5 separate regions of the Zea mays genome follow, and all the other regions are linked to region 3. A link is a contact called in public Hi-C data. All regions are on one chromosome and are shown on one strand. Each heading gives the region's core, a stretch centred on a gene start, on an enhancer-like site or on the middle of the called end of the contact. The rest is flanking DNA. Distances are from core to core; before and after follow the strand shown.

The links. Hi-C and Micro-C count contacts between places; a contact is called where the count stands out from the background.
Region 1: a Hi-C map of ear shows a contact between it and region 3, with 2.2 times the contacts expected there. The contact joins the promoter of LOC103645096 here to the promoter of LOC100281378 in region 3. A contact is called at or near these places in 2 of 25 Hi-C or Micro-C datasets (ear and tassel).
Region 2: a Hi-C map of ear shows a contact between it and region 3, with 2.5 times the contacts expected there. The contact joins the promoter of LOC100192078 here to the promoter of LOC100281378 in region 3. A contact is called at or near these places in 6 of 25 Hi-C or Micro-C datasets (ear, endosperm, leaf and 1 more).
Region 4: a Hi-C map of leaf shows a contact between it and region 3, with 6 times the contacts expected there. The contact joins the promoter of LOC103640976 here to the promoter of LOC100281378 in region 3. A contact is called at or near these places in 6 of 25 Hi-C or Micro-C datasets (ear, endosperm, leaf and 1 more) and 1 of 3 datasets of contacts at active chromatin or transcription factors (leaf).
Region 5: a Hi-C map of leaf mesophyll shows a contact between it and region 3, with 2.6 times the contacts expected there. The contact joins the promoter of LOC101202696 here to the promoter of LOC100281378 in region 3. A contact is called at or near these places in 5 of 25 Hi-C or Micro-C datasets (bundle sheath, ear, leaf mesophyll and 2 more).

The regions. Positions count from the first base shown.
Region 1 is chr1:183,680,704-183,684,921 of Zm-B73-REFERENCE-NAM-5.0, forward strand. It overlaps LOC103645096 (heat shock protein sti1 homolog), which reads right to left and starts at 2,595. Exons shown (of 7, transcript XM_035964155.1): 1 at 2,437-2,595; 2 at 2,253-2,324; 3 at 241-1,149. The coding sequence starts at 261. LOC100283782 (RING finger protein 5) reads right to left here. Exons shown (of 2, transcript NM_001156681.2): 2 at 3,077-4,053. The coding sequence starts at 4,022. The coding sequence ends at 3,297.
Region 2 is chr1:184,576,383-184,580,953 of Zm-B73-REFERENCE-NAM-5.0, forward strand. LOC100192078 (FAD/NAD(P)-binding oxidoreductase family protein) reads left to right here and starts at 2,942. Exons shown (of 15, transcript NM_001137501.1): 1 at 2,942-3,045; 2 at 3,144-3,338; 3 at 3,470-3,583; 4 at 3,691-3,778; 5 at 3,871-4,016; 6 at 4,116-4,217; 7 at 4,501-4,571. The coding sequence starts at 3,336.
Region 3 is chr1:184,076,242-184,080,454 of Zm-B73-REFERENCE-NAM-5.0, forward strand. It overlaps LOC100281378, which reads right to left and starts at 2,232. Exons shown (of 4, transcript NM_001154296.2): 1 at 1,862-2,232; 2 at 1,563-1,739; 3 at 1,174-1,412; 4 at 642-1,085. The coding sequence starts at 2,173. The coding sequence ends at 824. LOC111589236 (epoxide hydrolase A) reads right to left here. Exons shown (of 4, transcript XM_023301309.2): 3 at 3,523-3,761; 4 at 3,049-3,434. The coding sequence ends at 3,173.
Region 4 is chr1:184,426,498-184,431,060 of Zm-B73-REFERENCE-NAM-5.0, forward strand. LOC103640976 (disease resistance protein RPP13) reads left to right here and starts at 1,578. Exons shown (of 3, transcript XM_008664410.4): 1 at 1,578-2,071; 2 at 3,324-3,469. The coding sequence starts at 1,718.
Region 5 is chr1:184,475,862-184,479,938 of Zm-B73-REFERENCE-NAM-5.0, forward strand. LOC101202696 (acetyl-CoA acetyltransferase, cytosolic 1) reads left to right here and starts at 1,783. Exons shown (of 14, transcript NM_001279386.2): 1 at 1,783-1,934; 2 at 2,079-2,142; 3 at 2,884-2,982; 4 at 3,080-3,253; 5 at 3,381-3,486; 6 at 3,950-4,077. The coding sequence starts at 2,115.

The DNA of each region.
Region 1 (4,218 bases), core at 1,345-3,844, 400 kb before region 3:
TAAGGAATCTCCTAAGCCTATTCAAGAAAGCATCATTCAATCAAACAGTTATCCAGGAAGGGAGTTTAGGGAGCAGCTCAGATGCATCTCTAATACAAATTAAACACACATGCATATCACATTTGATAGGTCAATAGAAACTCATTAAATGTTGATTCAACAAGGTTATGGTCATAATTGTACAAGGAATGAATGTGCACAGAACTGTTGATGATGCATGATCATGTTGAAGTGGCATACCTCTAGTTGTGTGACTTCCATGTGTACATTACTAATTACTCCATTAACACTCCAATCTGCCACTGTTGGAATTTTGGAAGTGACAGGGAATAGAAGTTCAACATCTTCCCATGTACCATACTCAGCAGCCAATTCTATTGGCAGCCTACCAAAATGTTGAGCAAACAAACATATTGATGAAGTATAGAAAATTTTAAAATAAAAAGAATAGCAAATTGAGCATTCTCCAACTAAATATTATTAATTCTTGACGGACTATGCTCCAGCAGTAGCTACACTAAATCCTGAAGTGAACAAAATCAGAGTAAGCGCCTAAAAACTATTAATCTTTGAAGAACATTGCTCCAGCAGCAAGAACACTAAATCCTGAACACAATCAAAGTAAACGCTAACAAAGTACTTAACTACTTATAGATCCAGAACGCAATCACTTCTAAGTCCATTCCATACACAGACCAACGCAAAGATTATTAATTCACTCCTGTCATAGCAGGTCAAGGAAGCCTATTATGTTGCAACCATATGTATTCCTAACATAACTAAAACATAAGACTTGCCAAAACAGTAATAAGCTTATGCAGAAAATAAGTAAGCAAGCAAAGCAGTCCGACCACATCTTATTGTTTACTTCCCACACAGACCTTGTACTGTCATAAGAACATTCTTGTATGGCATCATATTTTGTGTTACCAGCATTGCATATGTGTATTAGATTACGCTATGGAAGATATAAAATCAAGCAAATCACTATAGTGATGCATGTAACAAGAAGCAAATCTCACTGTGTCAGGAACGTTTGGATTTGCACCAGCTTCCAACAAGCACTTGATAGCTTCAGTCAAACCTTTCTCTGCAGCTCTTGCCAAGGGATTATAAGATAGATCCAAAACCATTCACATTAGCTCCAGCCTACAAAGGTAATTTAAGAAGACAAAGGAATCATACGCTTTCTCCATAAACCGATGACTAACAAAGACATAATTGCAGAGCTAGACCCAGCATCAGTAGGGGGAAATTCGATTGCAGTCGGAATGTAGCAAACAGCTTACTTGAACCAAAAGTTTCAAACAAGACACATAAGAGTGTTTTAATGCCATGCTTAATGGTGTAACTTTATCAATCAAAGCTCGTTGGGCTGCAAGAACCGAAAAATCAATATCAATGCCAAAAGAAAAAAAACGCACTAGAGAAGCAGAGAATTTCAGATGGAAAAAAAACAATAGTATATTATTGAAGTGTATATGTTCCTAATGTCCTACTGTTTGAATTTTAGAACATCATAGCTGCTTATGTCTGGGTGTCCAGTTACCCATATCTTTGATCAGGGTCACACATCAGTAGTTCAGAGAAACTGAGAATACAACCGGGAACAATGTGGGAGAGCAGTGAACCGTGCAGGTTCCAGAGCAAATAAAAATAAGAGTTACAATTAGCACATACATCTGCACCGTGCTCCAATAAAATCTTCACGATACTAGATATCCTCTAAAGGTAGCAATAATCAGTGGGGTCAAGACACTTGATTCCACATCAACACGAACTCCTTTAGAAAGCAAGAATTTGGCTATTTCAGGACGCCCTGAAGAAACATATGAAAAAACAGATGGTCACAGAATGTATAGTAAATAAATGGTTTCTGGGGAATAAGTTTTAAATTTCAATAGCTACAGTGCTACTCCAAATAAAATGCTTTTGTTCGCAGTTCCTTGAAGGGCATACATGGAAACCAATGATTATCCGTACAAGAACTAACAAATTTGTCCATTTCATTTCCGTGCGATGATCAAACCATACGCTGTGATGGCGCAGTGCAATTTGTGATGGAGATGCACCAAGCCATACGCTTGGAATCAGGTAAGTCCCAACACAGCACAAACATCGATCGATCAGTCATCATTGTAAATGATCAAACCCCTTAATCTGACAGTAACACTTCCCCTAACGCAAAAGGCAAAACCCCTGAGCCGTGGCGGAGGGCTGGAGAGGGGGCGTACGCAGCAGGCAGCACGTACCCTTGAGGCGGCGGATGTCGCCGTAGTAGGCGGCCACGAGGAGGCCCGCTGCGGGAGGCCAGTTGTCCCGATCTGCTCGGAGCCAGAACCGCCAATGCAGCACAGCAGCCAGCAGCAGTGAGTGAGACGGGGAGGGTTTAGCGGATTCGGAAGAAAGAGAACAGAAACGAAACACACGACGAACCTTTGCCGAGGACGAGATTGAAGGCGTCGGGCAGCGACACCTCCCGGCGCGGCATCCTCTCTCCTGTTCGGTAGCGGTACGGTTGGCGGAGGCGCGGCGGCCTCGAATCGATCGGAGAAGAGTGGTTGGGCTTTGGAGGTGTGGGGACTGGGGAGTGAAGTGCAGTGGAGGGTTAAAAGGAAGAGACAGGCGGGAGGGCAGCGCGGGCACGAGTGGGAGCTCGACACGTGTGCTCCTCCCCCCACTCTGCCTCTGGAGCAGCAGAGTCAAAGCTATTTTCAGCTTCCGCCGAACCTCAGCCAGTGTTTTAAAAAACCGATTTGATAAAAACTAGCTAAAATTAATATAAATATATATTCGGTTGAGTCGTTATAATATTAAAAATTTATTATTTTCTTTTCTGGATTATGAACCATGTAGACACCTTAATATTCCTTAGTATATAATCTTATCGATACTTAGATTTTCTTTACAACCATATTCTTTCCATTATCAGAAAAACTAATTAAAAAAAGTTGAACCAAATAGAACCAAAGCTGCCACACAGGGAAGAAGGTATCAGATTCATCCTTTCAAATTGGAACCAAATCGCATTTGACATGAAGGTTTTCATTGTTTCTTCACAGCAAACGAATACAGATTACTTCAAACAGAGCCTCCAGATTATTATTCGATAATAATGTATGTTCAAAGACCACAGTATACAATCATGTATCAGCATGTACAACAACAACCCTTCTATCAACACATTGCACCGCTCTGAATAATTCAGTTTCGGTCGTGTTGTCTCTGTCTCTCTCTCTTATTTATTACCAGCAAGGCAGCAACAATATGATGAACACCTACCAACAGGCGACGCCCTAGAACGTGACGAGGCTCGCGATAACCAGAACGCCGACTAGGATGAGCAGCGCCTTAAGGTACACATCCGCCTGCTGCTGCTGGTGCTGCGCGTGCCGAGGAGCTGCAGCTGCGGCGTGGGCATGTGCTCCAGCGTGCCCGCCATGAAAAGCGTGGCCGTGGCCGTACCCGTACGGGAACCCAGCTGGCTGGCCATAGGCCGTGGCGTCCGGGAACCCGTGCACCTGGAAGCTGAGCAGCGGGAACAGCCCACCGAACGCCGCCGAGAAGGTGTAGTTCCCCCAGCGCGCGTTGGCCAGCGGGATGCCTCCGCCGCCGCCGCCCATGAACCACGGGTTCGCCGGGTTGGCGGCGTTGGGGAAGTGGGCGTTGTTGGGGTCCGCCTGCGGAGCCGTGGCCGGCCTCTGCCCAGCCGGACGGCTGGGGATGTCGGCCGCCCCGGGGACGTTCTTGGACCTCGGGTCGACGCGGTCCTTGCCGCGGCCGTACAGGGGCACGAGCTTCTCCTCCTCGACCACGGCCTTGCACACCGGGCACTCGGGCGAGTGCGAGTGGATGCGCAGCCACTTGTAGAGGCACGGCCAGCAGAAGAGGTGCCCGCACAGCGTCACGATCGGCTCCTGCGGCAGCTCGAAGCATATGTTGCACTCGAATCCGCCCCCGGCGTCGGCGCCGCTGCTGCTGCTGCCGCCGCTTGTTGATTCCCCAACATTAGCGGCCGCCATGTCGAGTGCTCTTGGAACTGGAATTACCTACCTGCAGAATGGAAATTGCCACAATTGTCATGCACACAATTGCTCTTGGAAGACTGTGCTGTAATCGAATCGCTTGCAGTGATTTGCAGCTATCATACTCGGCCGTTCTGTTTTTAAGGTGTTAGGCATAGTGCCATGTGTGTGATGTGTTGGTTTTGAATTGGAA
Region 2 (4,571 bases), core at 1,692-4,191, 500 kb after region 3:
AAAAGGGCCTCGCCGCCGGATGGTATGCCTCGCAGTAGGGTGGGAAGAAGCAACAACGACTGCACATAGTCATCACCGTGGTTCCCATCGCTCGGTCTAGCAGCGGCGTGGGGTACGTGCGACATGGAGCAGGAGAGCGCGTGCAATCTAGGGAGGAGGAAGATGAATTCGAGCGAGAGGTGGATAGGCCTCGGCTCGTGCAAAGCGTTGGAAGAAAGAGCGGAGATTGGAGCTCCCTCCGCATTCGGTGTGGAGATTAGAGGCGGCGGCTGGGGGCGGAGACGCGATGCAGAGAGCGCTCGCGATGGGGAGGTCCGGACGGGAGGGAGGCAAAGATGGCAGGCGTCCGGTGCACGCTCGGAGGAGAACGGGGATGTCGGGGTGTGCAGGTGGGCATGGGTCCGGCGCCTACTTGCGGGAGCGGCGGCGCCGGAGACGGGAAGTGTGGGGCGCGGATGGCGCAGAGTGGGTGGGGTGGAGGCGGGGGCATACACGGGTGTGGACGCCTACACTGCTGTCTTATAGAGTAGTAGTAGATACACACGGTTTTGGTCTCTCTTGTTGCTTGCGTGATTTACTGCTGGAGCTGGGGATCACATGCACACATGTCTGCATGCGTCCAATACCATTTCCCCTAAAAACCGCACCCCCATGCATGAGCGTCTGCGACTGTCATTGCTAGCCTGATCGATCGATCATTATGCACCAGCGCACACGACGACAGCTGATAATATATATTATTTTGAAGACGAACAAACCACTGTATTTATTTTTTTTGCAATTAAATAAACAACCCGGCCGCGTGCTGTTCATGAATGTATCACTTTGCCATCATCAGTACTAGTCATCACAATAATTATTGCATTATCGGATGTACTGCAGCAGCAGTAGGAAGATGTCGAGTCAATCTGTCCGCACCCAAATATAATGGTGGGTCGACGAGATGGCACCGGCTATCTATCTATAGAAAATAAATAAAAAAGCAAAAGAGAACGGTCGGGTGCAATCGTTGCGTGTTTTTTTATATACATTATCTGTTTTTGTTGGACGTCGTTGTGATCGATGATGATGTCTTTTTGAATCAACACAAGTTTTTCCTTAGGGCTATTTATTTTAGGAGCTAAAATACTGGAGAATGTTGGAGGGGCTAAAATAAACCCTTTTTATTAAAATTGAATAAGAAGAGAATTTTAGTCCCTTCAACATTATTCGGTTCTAAACTAGTCTTTAATACACGAGACAAAAGTATGAATCGCGTGCATATCTACGTTGTTGTCCTCACTATTGAATATTGACACCCCGGCTGACCGGCGCCTCAATTCAGTCCGTCCATGCATGTGCCCTGTCAATATGCCGTCGACGTCCGTTATTAATCCTGACAACGACTGAGTTTAGGTTGGGTACAAGCACATAGAGTTCAGTATTATTAAGTGATTAGAAGCAAGCTAAGTAGAGATCGTAATAGATACTATCACAATACATCTCAATCTACTTCAATCTCTCTCGTTCTAGAGTATCTAAACTAGACCTACATCGTTTCACTTTATATCATCCTCCTATATCACACTAAAATTACAAACTATTATTTCTCATATCTATTTATCACACGGTCTCTTTTTTTCTACAACTAACAAATACATGTGTGCACTGAAATCGAGGGAGTAAGTCACCCTGCTTCTGCTGCTACGTACTGTAGCAGCTTGGGTAGAGTGAAACCGCCGAACGCTCTGTCGCCGCCACAGATACTGGACCGGGCGGTGAAGTGAACCGTTGTTCACACACACTCTCAGTATGATATTGATACCCCTGTCTCTGCAAGTGCAAGTAGGCGTGTGAATGAATGGAATTCTGAACCCACACGTATAGTAAGTACGTACGTCGACGTGGGGCAGACGGCTCCAGCCTCCATGCATCAGGCTAACTGACAAATTAAACTGAAAAAGAGGCATGCCTGCCATGCCATGCCATGCTCGCCGGTGATGATAGCGCTAACTGACAAACTGAAAGATGCCTGCGTTGCCTAGCTACCGAAGGAAATGTGAACGCTAGTACGTACGTGCAGTCAGCGCGGCGGGAGTAGTATGTAGTGCAAGCATGGGTGAGCACTGGGAAGACAGCAGCTCCACGCCGCCACTTGAGCTGCTAGATACTTGACCAGATAGTTGTTAAAACGCACAAAGGAACAAAAAAAAGTCTGGATTATTTTTTCCTTAAGAAAGTTAGAATCATTTACGTAATCTTTATTATACTCAGATTCTTCTAACAGTCATATTTTTAGAAAAAACTAGTCAGAGAAAAGTTAAACCAAACATACCCTATATTATTAAGCTCTTGAGCACCATCTTTGTTGCTCCTGCTGCTTTGCCTTTCTGAAAAGATCCAACAGGGAAAGGAACGCCCATCTTTTCTTCTTCTTCCGCCTTCTTTTGTACAAAAAAAAAAGGCGCTCAAGCTAGGCCTGAAACCGGACCAAGTTCAATTCGTTCTCTCCGGTGGGCCACAGACATATATATATATGTGTGTGTTATATATATGCTGTGCTTTCTTGTGGCCAGCAAATCGGCTCATCATGCTGTGATATATACGTTCATATATAGCTTCTTTATTTGAGAAATCTGAACCTACTACATATAGCTGATTCTACTACTTCCGTGCGCTATGCTATCCAAACTAAAATGTGAGGATTTTAAAATCATCGTTCTGGATCTCAGTTGGAATTTATAAAATTCAGCGTACAAATTTCAGTAGAATGGATCTCAAATTGGAAGAAGCAGGCCCGGCCCAATTCCAGAATCATCGTTAACAAGCGGCCAGACTAGATACGAGGGTGGGCCCAGTTATCAAGGTGATTGTGTGAAGTGTAGAGCGCCCACCTCCGTCAGCTGGGCACACGTAGATATAGCAGTAGCAGCAGCGGAGCTGTTCGACGAAATGCCGCCATGGCCGCCGTGTCTCCAGCCTACCCTCACCACCGCTCGCCGCGCCACCGTATTCTCCAGGACGAGATGTCTCTCTTCTACCCCCGCCTCTCCTACCTACGAGCAGGTAAGACCCATGTGCCCTGTCGCCGCTAAGCTCTTTTCATGCCATGATGTCCCCCGCCCGCCGCAGCGTTTGAGCTTGGTGTCATCTCGTCTGTGCAGGGGCAGCACGAGGAGGAGCCATCGTTGGTCGTTGTGGGGGGCGGCGCGGCGGGCGTGTACGCCTCCATAAGGGCCAAGACCCTTGCTCCGCACCTCAACGTCGCGGTTGTGGAGAAAGGCAGGTTCTTGTCCAAGGTCAAGATCTCCGGCGGTGGCCGCTGCAACGTAACCAATGGCCATCACCTTGAGCCCATGGTAACGAGCAATCTCGCGTCATACTCCTATCTTGGTCGCGGTCGGTGCCCACGCCATCATCCGGCCTGTCACTGCCGTTCTCGTGCTGCTGCAAACATATTTAGCAGTGCCCGTTGTTCTGGGGTTTGCAGGGACTGGCGAGAAATTATCCAAGGGGGAACAAGGAGCTCCGAGGATCCTTCTTTACCGCTCACGGTCCGCAGGATACCATGCGCTGGTTCACAGATCACGGTGTAAAGCTTAAGGTAGCCGACTAGTTGCTTCAGGATCTTGTATTCTGTATGCATTCCTCCGCAGCTACTGGTTGCTAATGTTGCTCCCTTCCTCATGTTGGTTGTCATGTCACTGTCAGACGGAGGACGATGGCAGAGTCTTCCCTGTCACTGACAATTCAGCTTCAGTTGTAGACTGTCTACTGAACGAAGCAAGAAGGCTTGGGGGTACCTCTTGCTAATTAATTATTATCTTTCCTGTTGATTTCCCCCTGATGCTGTGGCCACCACTCCCTGACCACTTCAAAACCAAATGGAAGTTTCTCTGCAGGCCGGCAAAACTGTGTCTAGTGCATCTGTTGCTCAAGACGGGAAGTTTGTTCTCAAGGTGGAGAAGCGTACTGCCGATCTTGTTGATTATATCAACGCTAATTACATCTTGGTTGCTACAGGTAGCAGCCAACATGTACGTAAATTCTTTTTTGCCCCTCTCGTTGCAAATTCATATCTTTTCACCATATCATAGGGCAAAATGGTACGCAGTTAACGTCTTGCTTACCTGTAGGGCTATTCAATCGCTGCACAACTCGGTCATTCCATTATTGCACCAGTTCCCAGCTTGTTCACATTTAAAATCGCAGACAAGCGGCTGGCTGATCTCGCCGGGGTATGCATCCACATAAACTGTTTCAAATCCCATGCTAAGAGATAAGAATTACTCTATCCAGTAATAGAATAGTGATAATTTATAAGTCGTGCAGCCAAATTACATGAGTTTCCTCTGTTTACCTGCCTACTAGTATCCATAATTTAATTGCTACTGAGGAGGAACATGATTAAACATCAAGCATGCGTCTTACAGAAGGAAGCCTCACCGCACAGCTGATTTTTGTTCATAACAGGAGTACTGAGCGGCAATGACTTTTACCCCTGTGTTTTCTGCTATGTAGGTTACATTTCCAATAGTCAAAGCAAAACTGAAGCTAGATGGTGTTCAAAAAAGTGTTCCCGAGTTAACTCA
Region 3 (4,213 bases), core at 982-3,481:
AGGCGGCCAGCGGCAGCAACCGTGGAGCGACTGGGATTCCTCCAGCCGGTGGTGCGGCCGGAGGAGCGACGGAGTCCAGATGGCCGCCCGTTCTGCTTGCCGGGTCATCCGCAGCCCGAGGATGCTCACCAAGAGCACGAGGCGTCAGAACCCTCGACGGAGGAAGAGTGTCAGGACCGTCGTTTCTCGCTGCAGGAGCTGATCGAGGACGAGGCCGTCGACGGCGCCGCCACCGGAGGCACCACGGAAGGGAACACTCCTGCTGCTGGTGTTCGTGAATTTGCACAACTACAAGGAGCTGCAGCAGGCGAGGCAACGCGGCGGGCTGGACAGGTGCCGGCGGGACGGAGGGTGATCGGAATGGTGCGCCGCTACGTGAAGGTCCGGTCCATCAAGCCCAAGCGTGCGTCGCCGTCGGCGGAGAAGTGCGCTTCACCTGTATGCTGACGAGGCTGAACTGTTCCCGTTCGCCTTTTTATGGACTGTGTAAATGAATTGGCTCATCTTGTGCAGTTTTTTTTTTCTCTGTGCGTTTTCCCCGGTTGTGTAAAAGAAAACTTTTGTGCGCTGCAGATGATGTGTTCTGCACTTCTGCTTAGTTGTTCGTTGGCTGGCATGTAAACAATGTTGAGACTTGCGAGTATATGACAGAAGTTTATTCGTTCATAAATAGTTTTACATGCAAGCTCTTTATTTTTTTAATGCAAGCCAACAGACGGCTATCGATCTGAGCTCTCACTTTATTCAATCATAAACCCTCGGATCATTCGGAGGCCATCTTCCTCTCAGGAGTCCGGGACTGGCTGCAAACAATAAATAACAATCACGCTGATCCTCCCTCGCTGGGAAACTTGCCAAGGAAGGAGAGTATTTCCGAATTCACTGTCCCGGCCTCTTCCTGCTGGACGAAATGGTGCCCCTCGATGATCGAAATCTCAAGGTCTGGAACGTTCTCCTTCAGAGCGCCACTCTTGACGTACTTCTCGGTTCCGAAGGACTGCAGGCCGACGTCGTTCTTGCTGAGTATGAATTTCGCAGGCACTGTGATTTTCGATCCACTCCAAGGTGCAGTCAGTCTCCAGTTTCTGCAAATTAAGGCCACATTACACAGTAACAGAGGGGTATCGGTATCTGTATCAGTGCGAGAGGGAGGGCAGACGGTGTGGAAATTACGTTTCAAGCATGCGGTAGTAGTTGAGGGGTCCTGTGAAGCCAGTCTTCTCGAACTTCTCGGCGTACCGTCCCAGTTCTTCGTCTGTCATCCAGGGAATCGGCGAAGAAGGTGCCTGGAGAAAGTCTATGATCTCCACTCCAGGAGGAGCAATCATCTCGTCGATTTTCAAGGCGTAGAACTTCTTTAGGACCGTCGCAACATCGTAGCGAGCAAATGCCCTCTCGGCTCTTCCTGGCTCCTGCAAGCACAGATCACCATTACAAGCGTGTACTGCTTTAGCATGCACTAGCTAGTTGCATTGCATACTGATTTCCATGATGTAGAGAAGATTCAAAAGCCAAAAGAACTAAATAATTGGGCCAGCCAGCGAAAGGAAAGAGATCTCCACCTGGAACTGATTGATGTAGAATCCATCGCCGAGCTTGGCAAATGAGTCCGTCATCGGGCGAGGGCCGCGGGGGAAGTAGGGGATCCCCAGGACAACAGCGGCGCGCACCCGGTCCGGCCGGAACAGGCAGAGGTGCCACGCCACCATCGCGCCCCAGTCGTGCCCAACCACGAACACCTACAGGTCCGCCATCCATCCATGGCAGATTGCCAGATTACGGCGCGCGCAGCGGTTGGGTCACTCACGATCGTGACGTGGAGTGCTAAACAAGAGCGCGGCCGGGGGAAAAAAGGCGGCACCTTTGTGAGTTGGAGGTGGTCAAGGAGCGCGACCAAGTCGCCGACGAGGTGGAGGATGGAGTAGGCGGCGGGGTCGGTGGGCACAGACGAGTCGCCGTAGCCACGGAGGTCGGGAGCCAGCGCGCGGAAGCCGCGGGCGGCGAGCGCGGCCATCTGGTGGCGCCACGAGAGCCAGAGCTCCGGGAAGCCGTGGATGAGGAGGACCGCCGGCGCGTCGGCGGCGCCGCGCTCGGCGACGTGGAGGGAAATGCCGTTGACGTCCGCGGTCCAGTGCCGCACCTGGCCCTCGGCGGCGGCGGCTTCGGCATCCATGCTTTTCGCTGCTCTGCTCGCTTGACGCGCTACCTGCTGCTCAATGGCTGTTCTCACTTCCAGAAATACAAATCATCTCAACCATAAATACTAATCATCTCAACCACCTGGCTCGTTCTGGATCACATGTTCCATAGTGCACGCGTCGATTGCACCTTCTGCCTACAAGACTGCAAGGCTGCAATGACTAGCAGAAGCAACACAAGCACGCAAGCTTTGAGCACCAAGTTTTTTTTTTGTCACGTGCTCTTTTTATTCGTACAAGTAACATCAAGCCAGCAAATGCCTAGCTCACACTTAATTTGGGATGAAAACAAAACAACCCCTATCTTGTTTCGGTTGCCACATTATATCATCGGAAACAGAACCGATTCTAGAATAGTCGGGTACGAAAACGGGAGCGGAATAAACAGGTGTACGAAAATGAATGAGAGCGAAAATATTAAGCAGAAACTCGTAATTTAATATAGACACACATATGATATTGATAACTGACTAGCAAGGCAATAACATAAAACAAATAGATATAAAAAGATAACATTTAATTGTTGTTTGATTATTAGCGGTGTACATATAGCTACGATCGATGTTGTTTGAACTTTTAGACCACTTATTATTGAGGAGAGCCGGTGACTAGAATGACCATTTATGTTATAATATATAACTTTAAAATATGATGCTTTAGTTTGTAAACTAATACATATTGGGTCATCTTGGTTTCTTGAATACGGAATAAATATGGGTTAAATCTAGAAAAAAACGGGATTCCGCAAAAATGGTCGGGATAGATCCTCTCTCGTTTCTGTCCTATTTCTAGATTTTTCCACAAATACGAAAACGGACGGGTCAAATGTGGAAAACAGTACGGACGGGACTTCCATCCCTTTTCAACTCTACTCACACTTTATTCGGCAATTCAAGACCTTTTCAGTTCAGAAAGAAATGGAGTCCCATCGCACATCATTTTTTTTCTGGTCAGGTTCAACTGGGAGCAAAGCATCAAGATGATGCCTCCTGGCTAGTAAACCTGACGAGGTAGGAAATTATCTCCGAATTCACCCTCTCGGCCTGTTCTTGCTGGAGAAAATGGTGGCCTTCAATGACCGCGACTTCAAGATCTGGGACAGTGGACTTGAATTCCCCACTCTTGATGTACTTCTCAACCCCAAAGGACTGGACACCGATGTCCTTATCACCAGCTATGAACTTGACGGGCACTGTAATCTTGGCCTCGTTCCAGGGTGCAAGAAGTCTCCAATTCCTGCAGTTACTCACAACTACATCACATACTACAGTGTGTGTAAGGCAATAACAAGACACAAGGATAGGATACAAGGTGAGGAAATTACGTCTCCCACATGCGGTAGTAGTTGAGGGGTCCAGTGAACCCAGACTTCCGAAACTTTTCGGCGTACTGGCCCAGTTCTTCCTCGCTGAGCCAAGGAAGTGGTGATGGAGATGCCTCGAGAAAGTCTATGATCTCCACTCCAGGAGGAGCAGTGAGTTCATCTATTTCAATGGAGTAGAACTTCTTTAGTACAGTTGCAACATCGTATTGAGCGAATGCGGCTTCAGCTCTTCCGGGCTCCTGCAAATATGAATCTGGAACTTTCAAACAGAGCTCAGCCGTAACCGCAAGAGACAGACCCTGGACTTGAAAGGTTTGAAGCTACTAGAGCAGACCAACTTGGTGTTTGGAAAAAATATTGAAATAACTGGACCTATTTTATTTCCTAAGAAGATGAGCTGCTGCTTCAATTTTGAGAACATAAGGTAAACCTTTGCGTTCAAGAAAAGAGAATATAAGGTAAACCAGGATTCAAAGTGAAATTTTGCATTTCCCCCAATGGCTGAGCTTAAAGAATTCTCTCAAGCATAGGCACAATAATCATATCTAACCAAACACGCACACACCAGCACACCCTTGCACATCATCTTACGTCAAATAAAATCATATTTGGGACAGTCTGGATCCCTTCGTCTCGAAGGAATTTGAATCTATTAATGGAGTAGGCTATTTGGTTTGAAATTTGGCATTTC
Region 4 (4,563 bases), core at 328-2,827, 350 kb after region 3:
CTCGGATGAGATCGCGTCCCTTGGTAGACGAGGCCTTGACTTGAACCGTGCCTATTAGTCTTTACGGTCTGTTTTGAGGATGTTTTTCAGCCATGTTAAGGAGTATTGGGGGTATCCCTAATTACGGTACCCGACAAATACAATCTACTTTATTTTTTGTTCTTTATCGCATTAAGAGTACGAGTAATTTAGACCTAGTTTAGCTTTCTCCCAACCTTAAATCTTCATCCATCTTTGTCGGGTATGGTAATTAGGGGTACCTAGATTACACCCCTAAAATGCGATTAAACCCTAAGAACATTATCAAATTACGTTCCCTGATGTCCCCGAGGTCGAAGGATCAAAAGCCACGCTTCGCCCGAGGTCCCCCTCAAGGGTCTTCACAAACTCCGCCTCGCCCAAGCCTGTTCTCGGACGATGTGTATTCTCGGGACAATCCTTGTCTCGGTCGAGGTCCCCTCACCCCAGAACGACGTTTCCGCCTCGCCCGTGCCCGCCTCGGGCAAGGGAGACAAACCCAGGGGAAGACTTATCTGAAGTCCGTCGGGGGACAGTCGCATTAAATGTGCGTACATACCCCACTCAAGCCTGTATGTGTAAGGACAACAAGACCGCAGTCCTGTCAAAAGATTCATCAACTACGATTACGTGTGCAACCACTGTACACACACGTCGTCTACTAACTCTTGATGGGATGCGCAATACGACAGTGGCGCAGACCAGCCCTCGGGCGCAAACTCCGTCTTGCCGGGGCAGAACTCGCCCTCGGGACAACACTCCGCCTCGCCCGAGCCCGGTCTCATCTACCTGCTCCTGTAGGAGACCACTCCTTCGACTGTGGCGCACGTCTTCGAATCTCAGAACCAGTTCAGTCGTGACCTTGAAGGACTTCTGCCTCGCCCGAGCCCGACTTTGACCTCGATATCCGCAACAGAGAATGCCAACGTCATCAAGTACTGCAGAGCTGACGCACCGCCTAAGAAACTTTTTCCCATACTTAGCACTGTGTCAAACCACTACAGTATGGGCAACTCCTCGCTAGGGGGCTCAGATACGTGACCGAGCTATCGACGTCGGCCTCGGCTCTCAGCAGAAACCAAGCAAGCACAAGTCAACAACAAATACAAGACCATACCACCGATCATACCATATACAGGGATACAAAGACATCTTCCCACAGTGCGCAGCCAAACCCGTCCTCCCGGCAACCCCCTCGGCCTATAAATAGGATAGTATATGGCTTCATGGAGGTAGGGGCACACACTTCACAAATTTTCTCCTCCACATGTTATTGACACTTGCCTCAATCATCTACTTGGACTTGGGATCCTTCCCTCTCGCTTAGTTTGTACTCCCTACTGCAAGCACTTAGGTGCGAGTAATATAAGTTTCATTCCATTCTGCTGGAAGTAGGGTCTCTCCTGGCTTGAACCAGGATAAAAAATTTGTGTCAACTTGCATCACCATTTAGATCATAAGGACACGGCATTATTTCACTAATTGGTTAGGTCGGTAGATCCTAACACTGACACTTTTCGACTAGGAACATCCAGGCTGGTCTGCCTTTCGGTCTCGCCAACACCAACCATATACACCCGCTAAAGTAAATGGCTAAAAATGACTACCCATACTGCCATACACCCGCTAACACCAACCAACCAAACTTTACATCACTGATCACTGTGACAGTTTCAGCCTTTCGGTCCCGGCGACAGCCATGGCGGACGCGGGGGTGACGGGGGTGCTGGCCAAGCTGGGTGAGCTGGCGGCGGAGGAGGCGACGGCGCTGCTGCGCGTGGACGCCGAGATCCGGGCGTTGCGGCGGAAGCTGGCCTACCTGCAGGCGCTCGTACGCGGGGCCGACCGCCAGCGCCGCGGCCGCGCAAGCGAGCTGCTCCTGCTCTGGCTGCGCGAGACCAGAGAGGTTGCTTTCGAGGTTGAGGACGCCGTCGATGAGTTCCACCTCCGCGTCGAGGCCTGCCGCCCCGGGGCCCGGTGGCGCCGGCGCCGCAGATGGTGGTGGGGCTGGCACCGCGACGCCGTCAGCCTCGTCCAGGACCTCGCCACGCAGGTAAGCTCATTCTGGTTTGCTGCGGTTCGGTACCATGACATCTTTTAGCAGGCACCATCGAAACTTGCCTAATTGAACGAAAGTAGAAAAACGGAACTATTCTATTTCTGATCTTGTGGCTTCGCCTCTTTTTTTTCATGTCAACCGATCGTTTTCTGGAATCAGTACCACTTTGCAAGCGAGCTGTGGTAATAGACAAAAATAGGAAAACAGAAAACGAAACTTCGCATCTCCTAAACAAGACATGGCAGTAGTTTTAGAGAGTTTCTATCACTGAACCTCTAGGCTCTAAGCAAATATGTCAATTACAACATTGCTGTAGACGACTCAGGGAGTGTTTGGTTACTAGGGACTAATTTTTAGTCTCTCCATTTTATTTCACTTTAGTCTATAAATTGCTAAATACGGAAACTATAACTCTATTTTAGTTTCCGTATTTGACAATTTAGGAACTAAAGTGGAATAAAATGGAGGGACTAAAAATTAGTTCATAAAACCAAACACCCCTTCAGTATTTTTCCTCGACTACTTATCTATATTCATGTTTAGATGATTTGTTTTGGCGCATTCTTCTTGAAATCCATCAATGCGGAAAAAGAAAAGAAATGCATAATACATGAAGTCTATATGAGGGAAATATATGCTGAGTACGAAATGGGGGTATTTTTTGCCTTCTTGGCGTCCATTCTATGCTCTTATTCAAATATGTCTGTGGCTACTTCATCCAGGACGTAAATTTGTTCTGGAATTAACACTTGCATGGCCAATACCAAACTTTTGATTCTTAGCCTATGGATAACACCCCTAGTCAGTTTCTATGGTCGGACATGCTTAGTGTTCATTGGGTGTCAGCTACTGTTGTTTGACACACCTGTATTTTCTGAGATTCTTGCTCCAGACTCTCCTTTTTCCAATCAGTACATCATTAAAGACCTTCTGATCTTTTGGGCAAATAAATGTGTACTCTCTCCGGTCCAAAATGCAAGTCATTTAAGTCTTGTTAGTCAAACTTTGGCCAAGTTACACCAGATTAGTTTTCTATGAATTATGTTTGGATAGTGCATTTGTTTAGTAATATATTTTTTCTATAAATCTGGTCAAGGTTAAAGAAATTTGACTCTCCTTTTATTTTTGGTTTAAAACCAGGCATTTGCTCCTTTGATTTGGTTTAGTCATCCCTGTAGGTTCATTTGAGGTTCATCACAAATCTCTACACTAATGGTTTGCAAATTAACGTGTCTATGTTGGGCAGTTTTTTGTACGTCATGGGCTGTCAAATCAAATATCTAAGATCAATGAAAGGATTGATGAGCTTAACCAGAACAAGGAAACATATCAAATTGAAAGTTCTCCTTCTGAAATTTGGAGTTCTTCATCGGTTGAAATGGATCCTGAGTGGTACACTACTATCTGGTTTTCATTTTTTTCTCGTTTTGTACTTTAATTTGACCTTTTTTTTCATATCATGTATTTCTCGAACACGCAGGAGATCTGCGTATCTTTCCATTAATAGATAGAAGAAGGTACAACACAACACACATAACTCAACACACATGACACAACAAGACACAACACAGTCACCACACACAACCACTCTGAACAAGACACAAGGTTATCACCCTGGGTCAAGCATAAACACAAGAGTTGAAAGCAAGTTCATATCATGTATTCTAGTACGCAATTTAAAATGGTCCCTATTCTGTTTCTGTTTCCCTGTTCCTTTTCTTCTTGTGTGCGCACCTCACTGCTACATGCAGATAGTGCTGGAAAATATCTTATATTCTTATGTTCCCAATACAAACGAGGAAACATATTTTCATCCTATTACCTGCTAGTTCCAGTGTTAAAAAATTTGGCACTTCATTTCAACATGTATATTGTGATTCTTGTTTAAGGTGATAAAACTGTGAAGGTGCATTTTCTTCTACTAGTGCAGTAGTTAAGTGCCTATCATTTCGAAAAATGTTTCATGGTGAACACATACTGGCCTGTTGGTAAATTTGGTACCATTAATTCAATCTATACTGTCTTTAGAGCATCAGAACTTGGAATGTAGTGGGGACTTATTACTGGAATAGTCTTTCATGACGTGAGAAGAGCTAAAGAGTTGAGTGTGTTGTCTCCTTTACCATGTTCAGGAGTGCGCAAATTACCAATCACTTTACTGTGTTAGACTGCATGGAACACAACTGCATGATGTAAAGGTATTATATCGATAACTGTTAGCCAGCTCCAGTCGTTCTGCTGGTCCAATGGGTCTTTGCGTCATATGGACAGCCTAGCCAAGTTGTCGAGGCCGTTCATCTGGAATTTCAGTGTGAAGTGATTAATCATGATGTAGCATAGGGTGAATAGGTTGTGTGTTGTGTTCTAATTTCTCACTCTCTCCCTTGCAGGTGAGAGATTTGTTTGCACCGTTTCCCTATTTTTGTTAGTACAGTAATACACAGCTCCACATGTTCGATAAAAAATGTGAGGCCTAAGATCACGTT
Region 5 (4,077 bases), core at 533-3,032, 400 kb after region 3:
GATGTGGACACTCGCGATTTAGTTAGGTCTTTTATTCTCTTTTAGCCGTACTATAAAGAGGGGTTGTCGATGAGTAGTTTGACCAAGAGAGTTCTAGTGTAGTGTTGGTGCACAATCACACTCATATACAGTGCTAGGTGTCACTCTAGAACTCACACACAAGTTAAAGCGAAAACCGATTTGAAAATCAGCTGAAAAACAAGAGATAGGGTTTCTGGCTTAGGGGCACCGGACTGTCCGGTGTGCACCGGACTGTCCGGTGCACCCTCTGCCAGGTGGGGCCAGGCTGGTCCACGGCAGTGTCTTCCCTTCGCAGAAACCCGAGAGCGCAGTGTTCAGAGTTGAATTTTAGTGGCACACCGGACACCGCACCGGACTGTCCGGTGTGCACCGGACAGTGGACTGTTCACTGTCCGGTGCGCCATGAGTCCAACGGCTCTCTGTCAGAACTAGCCGTTGGAAGTGACCGTTGGCGCACCAGTGGCGCACCGTTGGCGCACCGGTGGCGCACCGGACTGTCCGGTGCGCCATCGCTCAGTAAAGTGCCTGTAACGGCTAGTTGGTGGGTGAGGGCTATTTATACCCCCTCCACCCACCATATTTATTGTCTTGCACTCCACATTTATTCCAGCACTTTGGTAGAGCATTGCAAGCACCAAAAGCCTAGTGAGGAGATTAGAGAATCATAATCCGCGCTTGTTCCTCATTAGCGCTAGTGAGAGCCACCTAGAGCACACACCACTTGCATTAGGCTTCTCTTGGTCAAGCGAAAGTCTACGGCTTGTTACTCTTGGTGATCGGCATCACCTAGACGGCTTGGTGGCGTTGGGAGCTCGGTGATCACCGTGAAGATCTTGTTGGTGACCCGACTCAAGTTTGTAAGCGGTCTCGAGGGATCCACCGCGCTGGAGTGGCAAAGGATCATCTCGTAGTGAGCACTTGGTTCTTGCGAGGACCAAGGGGGAGCGATACCCTTGCGCGGGTGCTCCAACGAGGACTAGTGGAGAGTGCCGACTCTTCGATACCTCGGGAAAAATTGGAGGAGTCTTCTAAACTTTGCTTTACATTCCGCACTTAATTCAAGCACTTTATATTGCGCATTTGTTTAGCAAGTATTTGGAGTATTATCTTAGCCTTGTTACATTTCTAGTATTATATTCTTAGTGCTAGTTGTTGGGGTGAAGTTGGGCTCTTGTTTAGCTCTTGCTTAGGTTTTAATTAGTGTTGATTTTTAGAAAAGCCCAATTCACCCCCCTCTTGGGCATTGTGATCCTTTCAAACTCTATCTCCCTTGCTCGCTCAAATCCAATAGACACTATTATTTTTTTATCATCCTCCATCCCTTCCTCGTGACCTTAGCTTCCCCTCCTCGTGTCCCTACTGCTCTCTTTCCCTCACTGGTCGTCGTCACCGTTAACCTCTCTCATGTCACTGCTATCGTCGTCGAGCCCTCCTCTCTCTTATAGCTAGCTTCCCCTCCCCGTGTCCCTACTGCTCTCTTTCCCTCACTGGTCGCCGTCACCGTTAACCTCTCTCGTGTCAGTGCTACCGTCGTCGAGCCCTCCTCTCTCTTATAGCTACTCTTCCAAGGGAAGAAGGAAGACATAAAATTCCAATTAATTTATGTTGACTAGGTAGATCAACTCCCACTTGTCTATTTATTGTCAGAATAAATTAAGTCCATCTATGGTGCCATAATGTGCTTAAAGGCCAATCAATTTCATCGTATCAATTACATGTTTAAAAAAGAATCACCCGGGCCGATCCAGCTCTGGCGAGCCCAACTGCCCGCGTTCCCGTGCCCGTACTAAAAATAAATAACGGACTGCCATCTCCTCGTGCACTCCGCCAACCGCCGCCGCCACTCGCCACTCTCACGTCTCGCCCATCCCGCCACTGCTGCTCTCCAGAGTCCAGGCGACCCAGGCTGCGCGGTGAGCTCATCTCCTCCTCTCGCCCTCTGCTCTTCTCTTGGCGGCCTACCCTACTCGGTCGGGCGCCTGCGTGATCTCTCTTTCTATTGGGACGGATTGATCACGGATCGCTGCTCCATTGTTGTTGCGTTTCTGGATTCGCAGGTCGCTCGGTGTTGTTAGTCCCGACCGCCGCCGGCCATGGCATCCAACGGCATCGCCCCAAGAGGTACTATCACCGTATCGCGTCGCGTCTTCAGTCTTCACTGATAAGCATTCTCATTCACACTTGGCCGGTGTTCGGCGCGTCCATTCTCATTCTAGTTCCAGTCCCAGCCACCGATGACCGATCTGACATGTCGGAGGCGGAATTCCGCTATACTGGGTGGAATTTTGGTTCATGTACCTTGCGAGCTAGTAATTAGTTGCTCTCCATGTAAATCTAGCGCATTTTAATTTCGTCCTGCGGCGCATTGGGGCGCTCTAGGTCCTCCATGCCCGCCCCCTCACCCCCGCGCGCGCTCTTCTCATATCTCATTCTTGTGTATGTGTGCCGGCATCTCTTTGCCGGACAGTTCATAGGGCCTATTGCTAGCTTTTCACGATTTGTTGGCATGCTCTTCGCCAGTTTCTGCGAAATACGTCCACAAGTTCTATTTTTCTCCCTCTTTGGTGGACTGCACAGGTGGGAGTGCCGCACACACTACTTTACTTGGCTCTATGTAGCAAGCTACTGCGTTTACTTTATTGTGTACTATGTTATAGCGCCAATCATAGAACAGGTGGTTCACTAGCAGTGCAGTGTGTGTTTTCCTAGTTCCGTTTGTTTTTCTCTCTTTGTACCTTCGTACCAATAGAAGGATGTATAAGCAACCATGGTTTGTACATTCAGTGTGAAGAAGGTGCATTCTACGTGTTTCTTTAAAGAAAAATCTACATTCAGCAGTCGATAATCTTTTCTTCCTTACAGATGTATGTGTTGTTGGCGTTGCACGCACCCCTTTGGGTGGTTTCCTTGGTGCCTTGTCTTCCTTGCCCGCAACAAAGCTTGGTTCTATAGCAATTGAAGGTGACATCCAAATAATCTTTTTTTCTGAGCTACGAACATTCTGTATCTGTTTCACCCCCAATAACAGCACTGACATGAGCATGGTTGGGGCCGTTAGCTGCTCTGAAAAGAGCAAATGTGGATCCGGCCCTCGTGCAGGAGGTCTTTTTCGGAAACGTCTTGAGTGCTAATTTGGGACAAGCTCCTGCAAGGCAAGCCGCTCTGGGTGCAGGGATACCAAACACTGTTGTTTGCACCACTGTTAACAAAGTCTGCGCATCTGGCATGAAAGGTCTGAAGCTAATTCATCTATCCATGTTTGTATAATTGATCTGCTTGCTGTTCATTGTTTTTTACACATGTGAAGTGTTCAGGTGTGTGTGTATCATCTGACCAATTACTCTCTGCACACTCTGCAGCTACTATGTTCGCCGCACAGTCAATTCAGCTGGGTATCAATGATATTGTTGTGGCAGGTGGCATGGAAAGCATGTCCAATGCCCCAAAGTACATTGCTGAAGCTAGGTATGCAAAGTACTGTCTTGATACATCCAGTGGTGCCGGTGCATTACCAAAGCATATCTTGAGTTATTTCACATATAGGAGCTGTTTACTTATTTAAATTACACTCTCTACACCTGGTTTTATGATTCGAGCATTCACCATCAGCAAAGCAATTCAAAAGACTATATATGTTCTTGGTTAAAACAGATTCCAGCCAGGGTTAACAATTTCGGAAAAGAAAAAAATCGTCCCCCACCGAAAAACAGGATATTTCCAAAATTTCGGAAATTCTAGGTCAAAGTCAAATAATTTAAAAAAAAATAAAACTAAAAATGCTATAATTTATCTTAAACAGTGTCCATTTCGGAAATATATATTTTTTGGATCCCACTGAAATCAAGGAAATTTCGGGAATTTCCGACCGAAATTATGAACCCTGATTCCAACTGCTATAATCTGGAAAATATTCTACATACGAATGCAGGAAAGGGTCTCGTTTTGGACATGACACACTTGTTGATGCCATGCTTAAGGATGGACTTTGGGATGTATACAATGACTGTGCCATGGGAATGTGTGCCGAACTTTGTGCTGACAATCATGCCCTCACAA